Linked DNA regions of Pan troglodytes: region 1 is linked to region 2. The links are chromatin contacts, called in public Hi-C maps. All regions are on one chromosome and are shown on one strand. Each heading gives the region's core, a stretch centred on a gene start, on an enhancer-like site or on the middle of the called end of the contact. The rest is flanking DNA. Distances are from core to core; before and after follow the strand shown. Region 1 holds the start of RAB30 (RAB30, member RAS oncogene family). Region 2 holds the start of FAM181B (family with sequence similarity 181 member B).

Region 1 (6,375 bases), core at 1,497-3,996, 340 kb before region 2:
TGAGCCACCGTGCTTGGCCCAGTTGGTCCTCTTAAGGCTAAAACTGATCTCATCTCCTCTCACTCCCCTCTCCCTCCCACAGTTGCCATGTGTAAACAGTTCACCAGGTAAATTCCTTATCTACACATTTTCAGAATTCATTCATGGGTATAATTAGCAATAAATCTAAAATCTTTCTCAAAGCTTTTGTTATTGTGTGACTTACTGCAAAAATACAAACACAGGATGTAGAGGACTACTCCACCCAACTCTTGTAGACTCACCTATAGTTTTAAAAACACAATACTTGGTTCTAACCCTGGAGATTTCAACAGGGATGGGAAGGTAACAGCCATATACTTTTAGAGCTGTATAGGTTATCCTGACACCTCTACTGAAAAAAAACCCTTGCTCTAACAGCAATTGGCTTCATACTCTTAAATGAGCTACCTATAATTTTAATACAAATCAATGTCCTAATTCTCTTTATTATTTTTTTGAGATAGGGTCTTGCTCTGTTGCCCAGGCTGGAGTACAGTGGCTCAATCTCTGCTCACTGCCACCTCCATCTCCCCAGTTCAAGCGATTCTCCTGCCTCAGCCACCCTAGTAGCTGGTATTACAGGTGCACGCCACCACACCTGGCTAACTTTTCTATTTCTTGGAGATGAGATTTCGCCATGTTGGCCAGGCTGGTCTTGAACTCCTGGCCCCAAGTGATGTGCCCATCTCGGCCTCCCAAAGTGCTAGGATTACAGGTGTCAGCCACGTGCCTGGCCCTAATTCTTTTTTGAGAGATGAAAAGCTTTACCTCCTCTAAATATTCCTAATTCCACTTTAACAATATTTTCCTAAGCTGTGGTGTTTCTATGGGACACTGTTATTTTTTCAGAAGCTGGCCTCCCCAACTCCTCAAATATCAATTTTATAAATAAAATTTATAATGAGTGCAGGATTTTTTCATCTTTATGGTCAGATGTCCATTAGATACAAGGATAGAAGAACTTCAAACTACCCAAACACATGACAAATTATAGAAATCACTGTATTCTACAGGTATCACTTTTCAAACACAAGCTTTCTTTCTTTTTTAAAAACAGACATAGTCTCACTGTTGTCCAGATTGGAGTACAGTGACACAATCATAGCTCACTGCAGCCTCAAACTAATGGGATCAAGTGATCCTCCTGCCTCAGCCTCCCAAGTAGCTAAGTCTACAGGCATGCACTACCATGCCCAGCTCACACAGAAGGTTTCTGAGTAATCTGTTGCTCTTTTCCCCTACAATTTGTCTTCCATATAACTCAAACTGACAAGGCTATGGCTTATATAAAGAAATATATTATAAATCAACAAGACTCATGATAAGTTTACATAAGACATGAGAATACACCTGAATCACCAACCGGGAAAAATGATTGAAGAGCTTGAAATTAAGCCTAAGTGTAAATCTCTGTTAAGCTTACAACATTACAATAGTTAAATCGAAGGTTAGAAAGAAAATGGTAGACATTGTTCCTTTTCCTGTACTTACCACCATTACTTAGAGAAGTTTCTGAATAACAACAACTTTGAGGCTTTTTCACTGGTGTATTCATGGATGACACCAACACATACTACTTCTGCTTAAAAATCAAACTCATTCATCTTGACTTGTTCCCAGAAACATGACACAGAAGATCATTTTTCGAAAAAGTATTTTTGTAATTACCATCTGCATACACCTGAGAGACTGTTTCTAACATGTTTTGGTCATTTTTAATCATTCTATCTGCCTTTCTTTGCTATAAGGATCTATTTTTAATTTTATTCACTCCTAACATAGAGGGGAAGTGCATACCTTCAATGACGCAAAGTAACTAGTTAATGTTGTTTCAGAATAATGTGCAAAAGGGAAGGGAGGAAACAGCACAAAGTATATCAGTATTTTTACACGTCAGACACCTTCAGGAAGAAAGGATATTTCTCATCTTAGTGTGACAGACTCTGAAAAAGAACACACAGCACTGTTTCAGTGACACAAGAAAAAAAGTACAGTTCATTTTGAGATACTGTGCAAAATCACTCAAAAGACAATTAACTTTGGTTTCAGTCACTTAGTTAAAAAAAAAATTTATCCATGACCGATGTTACTCTGTAATCTATTGCCAGACGTCAGAAGGCCTATCATCAATAATATCCCACCCCTCCCGCCTTTTCTGAGACACGGGCTTGCTGTCGCCCAGGCTGGAGCACAGTGGTAGGATCGAGGCTCACTGCAGCCTCAACATCCCGGGCTCAGAGATCCTCCCACCTCAGCCTCTAGTGTAGCTGCAACTACAGGGGTACACCACCATGCCCAGCTAATTTTTTTGTTTAATGTTTTTGTAGAGACGGTACGGGGTCTCCGCATGTTGCCCAGGCCGGGGTTGGACTCCTAGTATCACGCTATCTCCCCGCGTCTGCCCCCAAAGTGCTGGGATTAAAGGCGTGAGCGACCGCACCTGGCCAATATCCCCTTTGAACATCTGCTTTCGCTGGTTGGTAAAAAAGTGTCATTTTAAATTTAGTGTTACTCCTTCAGGCTATTCCTTCTCTCTTCTTACTTGCAGGGCCAAAGCAACCTCTCTTTCCACTTTGGCCACCTTCCAACAACGATTTCTTCGGACGCCTTTGTTAATCATTCCTGTATGAAAAATCAGTGAATCTGAAGCTTTGGGGAGAGTGAAAGGGGGTTGGAAAACAAACGGCAAAACAAAAATGCATTTCGGAGGACTACCCCAACTCTGTGGGTGGAAGTGGGCTTCTCCGAATAAAGGCGAGGGTCGCCGCCTCGGGTCCTCGCACCTCAACAAAAGACACCAACTCTCTCAACTGTACTGTTAACAGATCTAAATGATACTCCAAGCCCAAAAGTAAACCGACTCTCTCAATCTCTTAGCTAAAAAATGGAGAAGGAAGCGTAGGGCCCCATGCAACCCCTTCAGGAGCTGAGACCGAGGCTCACTGGGCCTCTGGATGCCGCTTCCAGTCGGTCCCGCCCTACATCAGTCCCCAGCATGGCCTCCACCCTCTGGTTCCCAGGTTCGTGCCCGCGGCTATCCGACCAGGTCGTCCTCCACCTCACCGTCCCCACTGAACCACCACTTGACTCCCGCGCACCCCTAAAACCTCTGCCCGGCTCCGCGGAATCGTCCCAGTACTCCTAACATGGCGGCCGAGTCCCCTTTGCTCCTTCACTCTGGGCGCTTCCCACTTGGAGCATTTTGGGCATTGTAGTTTCGGGGATTGCCTAGGTATCCCTCCAGGACGTAAGAAGACCACAGTTCCCAGAAAGCACCGCTCCCGAGCATGGCTATTGGGGACGTTTGGACAGAGGGATGATGTCATTGCAAAAGCCCCACTGCATTCATTGTGCTACGGTCTCTCCACCCCCTGCTGCTGCTGGGCTTGCGATTGCCGCTCGCTCCAGCTGAGCTAAGTGTAGCCGCAGCACCAGGGCAGGGACTGACTCCAGCCCTTGGACTCAGGACATCGCAGACCTTCCCTTGCGTGCGTGACTCATTCGCACATCCATTTCTGTTTATGCCTGGGGTGGGGAGAAAAATCCCAAACCAGGTGAGTTGAAGTGATTTATTCAAATGCTTCTACCAAGTTATTCCTCCCGCTTAGTTCTCAAGGCTTTCTTTTGGGAAGCTGTGAGCGGTGGGGAGGTCGGGGGGATTGGGGAGAGGCTTGCAGGCACTGCTGAGGGGAAAAGCTCTGTGCCATTTGGGTCACTGCAAAGAACAACTCCAGCAACCTTCCCCCGCCAGAGGACGGGTGCCTGCCAATTCCCTAGTCGCAACTCCTCTCAACCTTTTTGAGGCGGAGAGAGGGGGCTGGGCTGGGAAGGATGTTGGGGAGTGCTCTTGGAAAATCTGAGGAAGGCAGAGGTGGGGGACTGCAGTCCTGTCACACACGGCCCTAGAGCTGAGGTTTGAGTGGGAAGGGGTGATGCGTGGGGAGAAATGGAGACAGTGATTTAATGTGGTCGCACTACTTTAGAACATTTGAATGTCGCTTGGACGAGCACTAGTTATTAATTTTTAAGATGAACGTGCTTAAGTTTTGTAGGGCTTTATTTTATGTGTGTATGTCTATGTGGTTTGTCTCGCCTTTTCTGCTGATTTGAGGTGACAGTGTCCTTTAATGGTGCACTCCGTGCCAGTCAGAAACATTTCACGTGTCTGGCGAAGGTTCTTTGAGGCTGCTGGAAGCAGCGTTTTTGTTAAATGTTTTCCGTTCTCCGACTGCTGGATTCAAGATTGTTTGGAAGTGGAGCCGACAGATTTGTGCTTGTGTGTTTTAAATTACATTGCATAGGCTCTTTGCCACTGACAATGGTACCATAATGAGCTGCTGTTTCCTGAGGCATAGTCACTACTCACAAATAACGGTTTGAAGAGATCGATTAGGGAAGAGGGGTTCATTTTAACACATTAGAGAAAGGGAAAGTTAGAAGCGCTGTTAACCTTCATTTGCCATTACTGAAAGGTGCCCATGGAAGAGTGATTTTGGTTGTTTTGTTATTGTTGTTTTTTTAAACGAACTGACATTTAACAGAGAAAGCATTCTGACTTACATGATGCTCTTGTAAGAGTTATAGGGATGATTAGGGCAATAGATATGTTACTTTGAGATAAACAGCTGGCTGGCTCCACAACAGACGGGGCCAGTCTTGGCTGAGAGATCTACACCCTTGGAAATGAATGGGCCTGGGGTCAACCACACCCCCTCTTGGAATGTCAAAAGAAGGAGAAATGCCAGAGTATTTGCTTAACTCTAGAATGCTAAACCGTTTCCTAGCTGAGTCAGACATGGGGGAAAGTCTTTACTGGCTGTCTTCTGCTGCTAAGCCAATTTTGTTCATTTTAAATTCAGATCCTTAGGTCTCCAAAGTTGTAGCTGTGTGATATTTCATTAAATGCTGCTTGATGCTGAATGCAAAGGACAGTCCATTGTATGGGCTTTGTAGTAGAGTGATTTATTGGGATGCCAATGAGCAGCTTTTGGATTTGGGAAAAGATCAACAGTTAGCCTTTGCCTCTACGTCTCTCTGTTGATGACGCTCTGCTCTTCTGGACACCCTACCCTTCTCTCCTGTACTTTCATTTCTTCCCCCCACCCCACCCCATCCCACCCACATCTCTTGAAATTCTGTTTATTTCCCTATGTCTCCATTTGCATTTTACATTTTTCCTTTCTGTTTCAAAACCTCTCCTTTATCACCAGCATATCACATCTCTTTCTCTTCAATCTTAGAACACACTCCCTGGTCCTCCACTTCACCTAGGAACTCCTGGGTGGATGTAGACTATGTGAATATTTTTGCAGAATCCTCTTTGAAGAGAATTTCTTTGCCTTTTCTTTTTCTTGCAGTCTGTGCTTGGCAGGATGAGCAGCAATGAGCCTGACCCCTGGTCTGGTTTGTAGTTCCTGTGACAGACATAATTTAGCCCCAGCAGCATGTGAACAATGAAATGCTGCAGTTGGGCTCATGCCACTTTTCCTTTCACTGGCACCTGCCTATGGATTAGCAAGGTTTTTAAATGCTCTACATGAAATGTTCTCATAATTCCCAAGGAATAAGTAGTCTTCAAGTGGCTTGCCTTATATAATACATTTTTTTTTTCCTTATCCTTGCTGCAGCTGGTGGTGGGAAGGCTGATCTTTCCCCTCTCTTTCTTCCTGTTCCCTGTGGATTGCTGAGTAGCAATCCAGGTGGCCAAACTGCCCATTTGGTTTTTTGAAGATACTTGGAGGAAAACAGTTCCCCACCCACCCTGGTTGTTTCTTCTCTGTGCAGGAAAGAAGTTTGTTATTTTATACTCTTCTCTTAATGGGAAGAGTGTGATAGTGGCTATATTTGTTTATGTAACAGCAGTGCTCCTCTAGGTGTGGAAAGTCTAACTGCTATCCATCTGGAGGCAACTAGTGTAACAGGCAGATTCAGAAGCTGTCCTCTTAGACCTTTTATGCACCATCTTCTCATTCCTAATTTTCTTCTTCTGAAATACTTCCTTACTCACCAAAGTTTCTTTTATTGTCCTAGGGAGGAGAAATGGGCTGAATGTAGTGTTAGATTTGGCCTCATCACTGCTGTCTCTGGCACCTTAAATAACTATTCATTTCTTTCTGCTTCGGTTTACTTATTTGCAAAGGGATAATGATCCTTGCTCTTTGGTTTACTGATGTTATAGCCCTCTATAATCTGGCCCCAACCTATAATTCTGACAATTTATATTGATTGATCAGCTACCATGTGCTAAGCACTGTGGATACATGAGTGAAAACAAATGCTTTCCCTGACCTCATGGAGCTTATATTCTAATAGGGGATATACTTAATAAATAATTGCAAGTGTGATGAATGCCAT
Region 2 (7,413 bases), core at 3,111-5,610:
TAAGATTGTCCTGCAGGGAATATGATTAAAGTTACAAAAGAGGAAAACAAAATAAATAAGTCAGCTTTTGATCCTGCTGCTATATTTACCCACAAGAAAGGAGGCAGCTCTCAGGTGGGCTTTTGTCTAAGTAATGTCCTGAAATCCAAGTGTAAAAGAACAATATGAAATCTCAATTCTCCCAAATGGTTTGGGGCGAGTTCAGCCCTTGAGCCCCTGGGGGACTTGGTTCCCAAGGAGACTAATCCCACTTGCACAGCATTAAGCGTCACTGGGGTGAAAGAGCTCTAGTTTGGAGTTCTGCAGAGAGCCCCTACTGCAGGCTGGAGCCGGGTCCCTCTGCTCCATAGGAAGTGAAATGTATTGATGTCAAAGCCACTCAAATGAATGTGCTCACTCAGGGAGTAGGAGGAGGGACTGATGGGCTTGGCAAGAGCTGGCTACTAACTTTACAGAAACCAATTTTATTCCAGATAGAGCTCTTCCCCAAAGGAAAGGAGATCAAGGGAAAAAGCAGCCAAGGCCTTGAGGCTGGGTCTATATGTACAATTTAGTTGGACAGTGGAAGCTCTAAGGATTTATTTTGGTCTCAGGTGTAGAATTACTTCAAGCAGAAGCTGTTCTTTGTTGCCCTATTGCCTAAATTTTCCCATAAACACCACTGCTTTCATTTAGCCATGCCTCTGCCCAGGCTGTTCTCTCTGCCACAGATATTGTGTGTTTGCTTTACACAGTCAGATATATCATTTAAGTCTTAGCTCAAATGCTGCATGTCTATGCAGGCTTCTCCAACTCCTGTGGGCCGACTTGAGGGTCCTTTTACTTCCATTGGACATGTATCACATTATATTACAATGGCTTGTTTGCATGTTTGTCTTTCCACCCAAAGGGTAGAAATCATGGCTTCTTATCTCTGTATCCCCAGTACTAGCATAGCGCTGAGCACATTGTGGGTGTCAATATCTTTCTGTTGGAAAAAATCAGTGACTGGATGGATATTTATTTGTAAGGATCAATTTTGTGAATCAGGCTATAGAACTTCTAAGCCATGAATTTCAGCTCCATGGTTTACAGAAACTTCAATTTCCATTATCTTATTGATTTTCACAATAGCCCTATCAAATAGGATTACATTATTATTCCCCATTTATGGATGGGAACATCGAGGTCCTGAAGGTTAAGTGACTTTTCCATAGGCAGTCAGATAATAAAGGCAGGACTGGACTCCAGTGTCAGTCTCCGGCTCCAGTTTTAGCACTCTCTCTCCTGTATTTCATTGTCTTTTTGTAAGTTTCTACAACCCCCAAGTATAGCTGCTCTCTTGCATTTGAAAATAGTCACTCACTTTGCTGAGGGAAAGGACAAATGATGCTGGTTTCATAGGGTAATGTGTTGGTAAGGAATGGGTGGGGCCTAAGGAATCAAGAACATGGACATTTGTTGAACTGCTATTTTGTGTGAGGTGCTTTTATATATACCATCTCACAACAACCTTGAGGAGTTGAGATTATCTCCACTGTGCAGGTGAGAAAAGTAAGACTCAGAGGCATTACTTGCCTGTTATGTCATGTAATTCTCACCCTGAGAACAATTATGACCATTCTCTTTTTTCAGATAAGGAGTTTGAGCCTTTGGAAGATGAACTGACTTGTCCAAGCAGTTCAATACCAATAGGCAGGGCCAGAATTTGAACCTGGCCTCATCTAACTTCAAATCAACTTTGATGTGCAGAACTCCAATAGAAATGAAGAAAGACTTTTACATATGAAGCTTTTCATATTCCATTTATTTCAAATATGATTTTAGGATTTAGATAACCCTGGGGATTAAGAGTTTTTTCAGAATAAGATGTCGATTAAATGTAGAGTACTGTGCAATTGGTGTCCAAGGACTTGTAAGAGTGCTCAGTTGACAGAAGGTGAAAAAAAAAAGTTAGTGCTTTTGGCTGCCAGACCTGGAAGCCTATGGAATGGCCCTGTTGGAAAGGGGATGGGCAGTGCTGACATCCACATCTGGAGTGGAAGAAGCACAAATCAGTGACAGGTCTGCACAATTTTCTGAATGCGAATACCACCAAGAGTAAAACAGACAGTTCGGCCTGGAGGACAAAATGCTGTGTGTAACTCAAATGAAAAGTCCATGATAATTGAGCCAATTTGAATTTAAAATAAAAAGTTCAGCTCAGCTATGTGGGTTTGGGAAGTGGCTACTTCATCTTCTAAATGAAAAATGTTCATCTGGCCTTTTTTCTTTCTTTCTTTTTTATTATACTTTAAGTTCTAGGGTACATGTGCACAATGTGCAGGTTTGTTACGTATGTATACACGTGCCATGTTGGTGTGCTGCACCCATTAACTTGTCATTTACATTAGGTATATCTCCTGATGCTATCCCTCCCCCCTCCCCCCACCCCATGACAGGCCCCAGTGTGTGATGTTCCCCATCCTGTGTCCAAGTGTTCTCATTGTTCAATTCCCACCTATGCAGTGTTTGGTTTTCTGTCCTTGCGATAGTTTGCTCAGAATGATGGTTTCCAGCTTCATCCATGTCCCTACAAAAGACATGAAGTCATCCTTTTTTATGGCTGCATAGTATTCTACGGTGTATATGTGCCACATTTTCTTAATCCAGTGTATCACTGATAGACATTTGGGTTGGTCCTAAGTCTTTGCTATGTGAATAGTGCCACAATAAACATACGTGTGCATGTGTCTTTATAGCAGCAAGATTTATAATACTTTGGGTATATACCCAGTAATGGGATGGCTGGTTCAAATGGTATTTCTAGTTCTAGATCCTTGAGGAATCGCCACACTGTCTTCCACAATGGTTGAACTAGTTTACAGTCCCACCAACAGTGTAAAAGTGTTCCTATTTCTCCACATGCTCTCCAGCACCTGTTGTTTCCTGACTTTTTAATGATCGTCATTCTAACTGGTGTGAGATGGTATCTCATTGCGGTTTTGATTTGTATTTCTCTGGTGGCCATCTGGCCTTTTTTCTTTGGTAAGGCTGTGCCTTCATGGTGTTCAAAAATGGTTTCGCTACATCTACAAAGTGAGGCTTAATAAAAAGAGTTTTGAAAGAGATGGTCTATGTCTCTCCTATGCAAGCTCTGTATCGAAACTAGAGTAACTTATTTAGAGAACACTTTATCACACACACAGTGTTCTCATATAGAGACAGTCCCCAACTTATGATGGTTCAACTTTATGATTTTCCAACTTGAATCAGTGTATTACATGCATTTCAACCTACAATATTTTCAACTTACAATGTGTTTATCAGGATGTTGTTGCTCTATCACAAATTGAGAAGCATCTGTGATCTCACTTAATGCTCATGAACACCCTATGATCCAGAAGACACATAAGGGATATAGTCACCTTTTTGTGTTTCAGAGAAGTAAGGGTGAATACTCATCCAGGCTATGGAACAATGTATCATTTAAATATCACAAGTGCCCTGTGGGGAGGGCAACTTTACCTGCATTTAACATGAGTAAGCTAAACAGAGAGAGTACGCTGGTTTGTCTAAAGCCATGCACTCAGCAGAGCAAGGATTTCAACCTAAGTCATGAGGTTATTGAGTGGTGGCTAAGACCAGAACCCAAGCTTTTTCTGAATCTCTTGTGAAAATGACCTTATTGCTCATTTTCTCTATCTATCCCAAAGAGGATTGCCCAGGTGAAATTAGTTTTAAGTGAACTTCATGATGATCCCTGAAATGCAATGAAAATTCCAGGGATAACCTAAATGGTATGACAGGTAGGGGAGAGGTTCCTATCCATCTTTTATTCTAACATGCTGAGAGTTTTATACACACACAGTGTTCTCAAGTAACAGGGGGCTTAGCCAGATCGACTCCTTTCTCCATTGCCTCCTGCTATGTATTAATAAAAGATGGGCCACTGCTGGCCTCAATTTACTGTTAGCCAATTGTTACTCGTAACAATCAAGTGGCAAACAGTCAAGAAGAAAGAGCACTGGGCTTGAGAATCCTGGGAAAACTCAGGTTAGAATCTTAGGATCAGGTCTAGAGCTTTAAGAAATACTCATTTTCCTTCCCCATCTTAATAGATGAGAAAGGCAAGGGCAAGAGAGGACGCAAGTATTGTCAAGGGCTTAGGAATGGCTTTGGAGTCAGAATGGGCTAGTTCTGACTTTGGTCAACTCACTGAACCTCCCTGAGGTGCAGTGTCCACGTTTGTTGAATGGCGATAACATGTAATTTACAGGGCTGTTGTTCAAGGATTAAATGAGATAACAGATGGACAGCGCCTGGCAGAAGCAAGCGCCCAGAAGCTGGTGGGTGTTGTTATACAGCTGGACTGAAACCCACGTCTCTAGACTCCTGCCTTCTTGCATCAGGAGAGGCACCACCGCAAGTACCTGCAGAAGCCTATCAAGCGCTGCAGCGGCCTCATGGGCCTGAGCTGGAGTTTGAGGACCAGCCATCTCTTCCTCACCCCTTGCGGTTAGAGGAGTCAAGAGAAACGCCGCGGGGCAAAGGGAAACGAAGGGGTTAAGGCGTTGAGCTTCAGAAAGCTCAGAAAACTAAAGCGACCCCCCACTCCTCCAAGCCAGGCTAAGTAAGCCCCTCCCCTCCACCACCGGGGCGGTCGCCGCGCGCTCCCTCCCTCCGCCCCTTGCTTACAAGACCTAATGAGCTCCCCCGGGAGGCAGCGCAGCCAGCCAGGCCCGGAGCTAGTAGGCTGCGCCGCGCGCGCGGCGCCGGGGCGGGAGCTGGGCCTGGGCGGCGGGCAGGAGCTGGCGGGGGCGCACGGGCAGCGCTGCGGACAGCCCGGGAGCCGCGGCGATGGCGGTGCAGGCGGCGCTCCTCAGCACGCACCCTTTCGTGCCCTTCGGCTTCGGGGGCTCCCCGGACGGGCTAGGGGGCGCCTTCGGAGCCCTGGACAAGGGCTGCTGTTTCGAGGACGATGAGACCGGGGCTCCGGCGGGTGCGCTGCTGTCGGGAGCCGAAGGAGGGGACGTGCGCGAGGCCACCCGCGATCTACTCAGCTTCATTGACTCGGCGTCCAGCAACATCAAGCTGGCGCTGGACAAGCCGGGCAAGTCAAAGCGGAAGGTGAACCACCGCAAGTACCTGCAGAAGCAGATCAAGCGCTGCAGCGGCCTCATGGGCGCCGCGCCCCCCGGCCCGCCCTCCCCGAGCGCCGCCGACACGCCAGCCAAACGGCCGCTGGCCGCCCCTAGCGCCCCGACAGTCGCGGCCCCGGCCCACGGCAAGGCTGCCCCCCGGCGGGAGGCGTCGCAGGCCGCCGCGGCCGCCAGCTTGCAAAGCCGAAGTCTGGCCGCGCTCTTCGACTCGCTGCGCCACGTCCCCGGGGGTGCCGAGCCGGCGGGGGGTGAGGTGGCTGCGCCGGCGGCCGGGCTAGGAGGTGCGGGCACTGGGGGCGCCGGAGGGGACGTGGCAGGCCCCGCGGGGGCCACGGCGATCCCAGGGGCCAGGAAGGTCCCGCTGCGGGCACGCAATCTGCCTCCGTCCTTCTTCACGGAGCCGTCCCGGGCAGGCGGCGGCGGGTGTGGCCCGTCGGGGCCGGACGTGAGCTTGGGCGACCTGGAGAAGGGCGCGGAGGCCGTGGAGTTCTTTGAGCTGCTGGGGCCCGACTACGGCGCCGGCACGGAGGCGGCAGTCTTGCTTGCCGCCGAGCCTCTCGACGTGTTCCCCGCCGGAGCCTCCGTACTGCGGGGACCCCCGGAGCTGGAGCCCGGCCTCTTTGAGCCGCCGCCGGCAGTGGTGGGAAACCTACTGTACCCCGAGCCCTGGAGCGTCCCGGGCTGCCCTCCGACCAAAAAGTCCCCCCTGACTGCCCCCCGCGGCGGCTTGACCTTGAACGAGCCCTTGCGCCCCCTGTACCCCGCCGCTGCGGATTCTCCCGGCGGGGAGGACGGGCCGGGCCGTTTGGCCTCTTTCGCCCCCTTCTTTCCAGACTGCGCCCTGCCCCCGCCGCCGCCGCCCCATCAGGTGTCCTACGATTACAGCGCGGGCTACAGCCGCACCGCCTATTCCAGCCTTTGGAGATCCGACGGGGTTTGGGAAGGGGCGCCGGGGGAGGAGGGGGCGCACCGGGACTGACTTCGAGGCACGCTTCCCTTCATTAGAGACGGCTGTGGAGAGCGCCGCGCCTCCGTGGGTTTCTCCTAAATCTAAAGAACGATGGGAAAATGCACGTGGAGATGAAACCGGATTTTTAAAAATTCAATTAATAAAAGCAACTTCAGAAAAAAGAGATGAAGACGAGTTGGGGATTGTTTAATCACAACCTCAAGTGTTAAAACAAAAACAAACAAACACGTTAGTAGGTTCTTACTGGACCAGAGGAGTCAAGAAACCAAGACGGTTTGGGGTATGGGGTGGGGACGGCAAAAGGGGTAAGAGCTGGCTTCTGTAGCCACCTGTCCCTTCTATTTTTCAGCGAAGGTCAGTGTATTTAGTGTAATTACCCCTTCTAAACAGTGTCCTAGTCCCTCCCTTCCCTCTCCTTGAGTGCATTTTGAATTAAAGCCTATATTGAAAAGAATGGAGGTGAGACTTACTGATTTGGGTGTTTTCTTACAGGACGGTTTTCCGTCTGGTCGCTTAGGTTTGTTAGGTGAGCCTGTGGCTGAGGGAGGAGGCCGGTGGTCCATTGCTGACCTCCTGTGCTGGTCCTTGGGTAGGGTTCTCTTCTGTCACCGTTTAACTCTTTTTTCTGCCCGCTTCCTGCTTCCTTCTCCTTCCATCCTTATCACAGTCCCAGTGCTTACTTTCCTTCTTTCTTTGCCTGGCCTCTCATTATTCTATTTCTTTCGGCCGGCTTTTCTTGCACATCTCTTTTGTAGGAGACTTAAATTTGGCAAACCTGGGTTCCATTTCTCTCCTGTCTTTTCCCCATTTTCCAGCCACTTTGGGAGGGAGAGAGTGGGCAAACTGTAACCTCTTTGTATCAAGTTTCCTGATCTGAGAGGGTGAAGACGGTAATGTTCTTCTACTCACTTCACAACTGGTTGGGTAGCTCAGAGGGAAATAAGTAAAATGTCTTGAGGCTGTGGCAGTGCTTGATTGGTTCTGCTGTGTATATATAAATGGTTTCTACACACGGAAACAGAGTTGTGAGTCCCATGCCTTTTTTGGTCGGGGGCTATCTACTTGCCTGGTGATTGCCCTTTCCCTTATAAGCTGTACATTCTTTTTACCATCCCTCCTTCTCTCCTTCCACAGCTCCCCCTCCACCTCTGTTGGTTTCTGCCTCCCTGTGTTTCCTCAGTCCTTATACCCACACCCTCCCCATGGAAGGGCATAAAGAAAGGTGTGAAGTTTCCAAAGGAGTTTCTGTTCCCTGAATAGCAGGTCTGATGAATGGAATCTGAAGGGGCTCTGCAGGGAGGAGTATGATCTGTTGTCCGAGGG

The links. A called contact is a pair of places that touch in the nucleus more often than the background predicts.
Region 1: a Hi-C map of stem cell-derived neural progenitor cells shows a contact between it and region 2, with 1.9 times the contacts expected there. The contact joins the promoter of RAB30 here to the promoter of FAM181B in region 2. A contact is called at or near these places in 1 of 7 Hi-C or Micro-C datasets (stem cell-derived neural progenitor cells) and 1 of 1 datasets of contacts at active chromatin or transcription factors (stem cell-derived excitatory neurons).

What each region holds. Positions count from the first base shown.
Region 1 is chr9:85,097,840-85,104,214 of NHGRI_mPanTro3-v2.0_pri, reverse strand. RAB30 (RAB30, member RAS oncogene family) reads left to right here and starts at 2,746. Exons shown (of 5, transcript XM_001175176.6): 1 at 2,746-3,575. LOC100610822 (a long non-coding RNA gene) reads right to left here and starts at 3,207. Exons shown (of 4, transcript XR_672992.5): 1 at 3,120-3,207; 2 at 2,462-2,643; 3 at 1,819-1,964.
Region 2 is chr9:84,760,674-84,768,086 of NHGRI_mPanTro3-v2.0_pri, reverse strand. It overlaps FAM181B (family with sequence similarity 181 member B), which reads left to right and starts at 4,360. Exons shown (of 1, transcript XM_003313228.7): 1 at 4,360-6,544. The coding sequence starts at 4,819. The coding sequence ends at 6,099.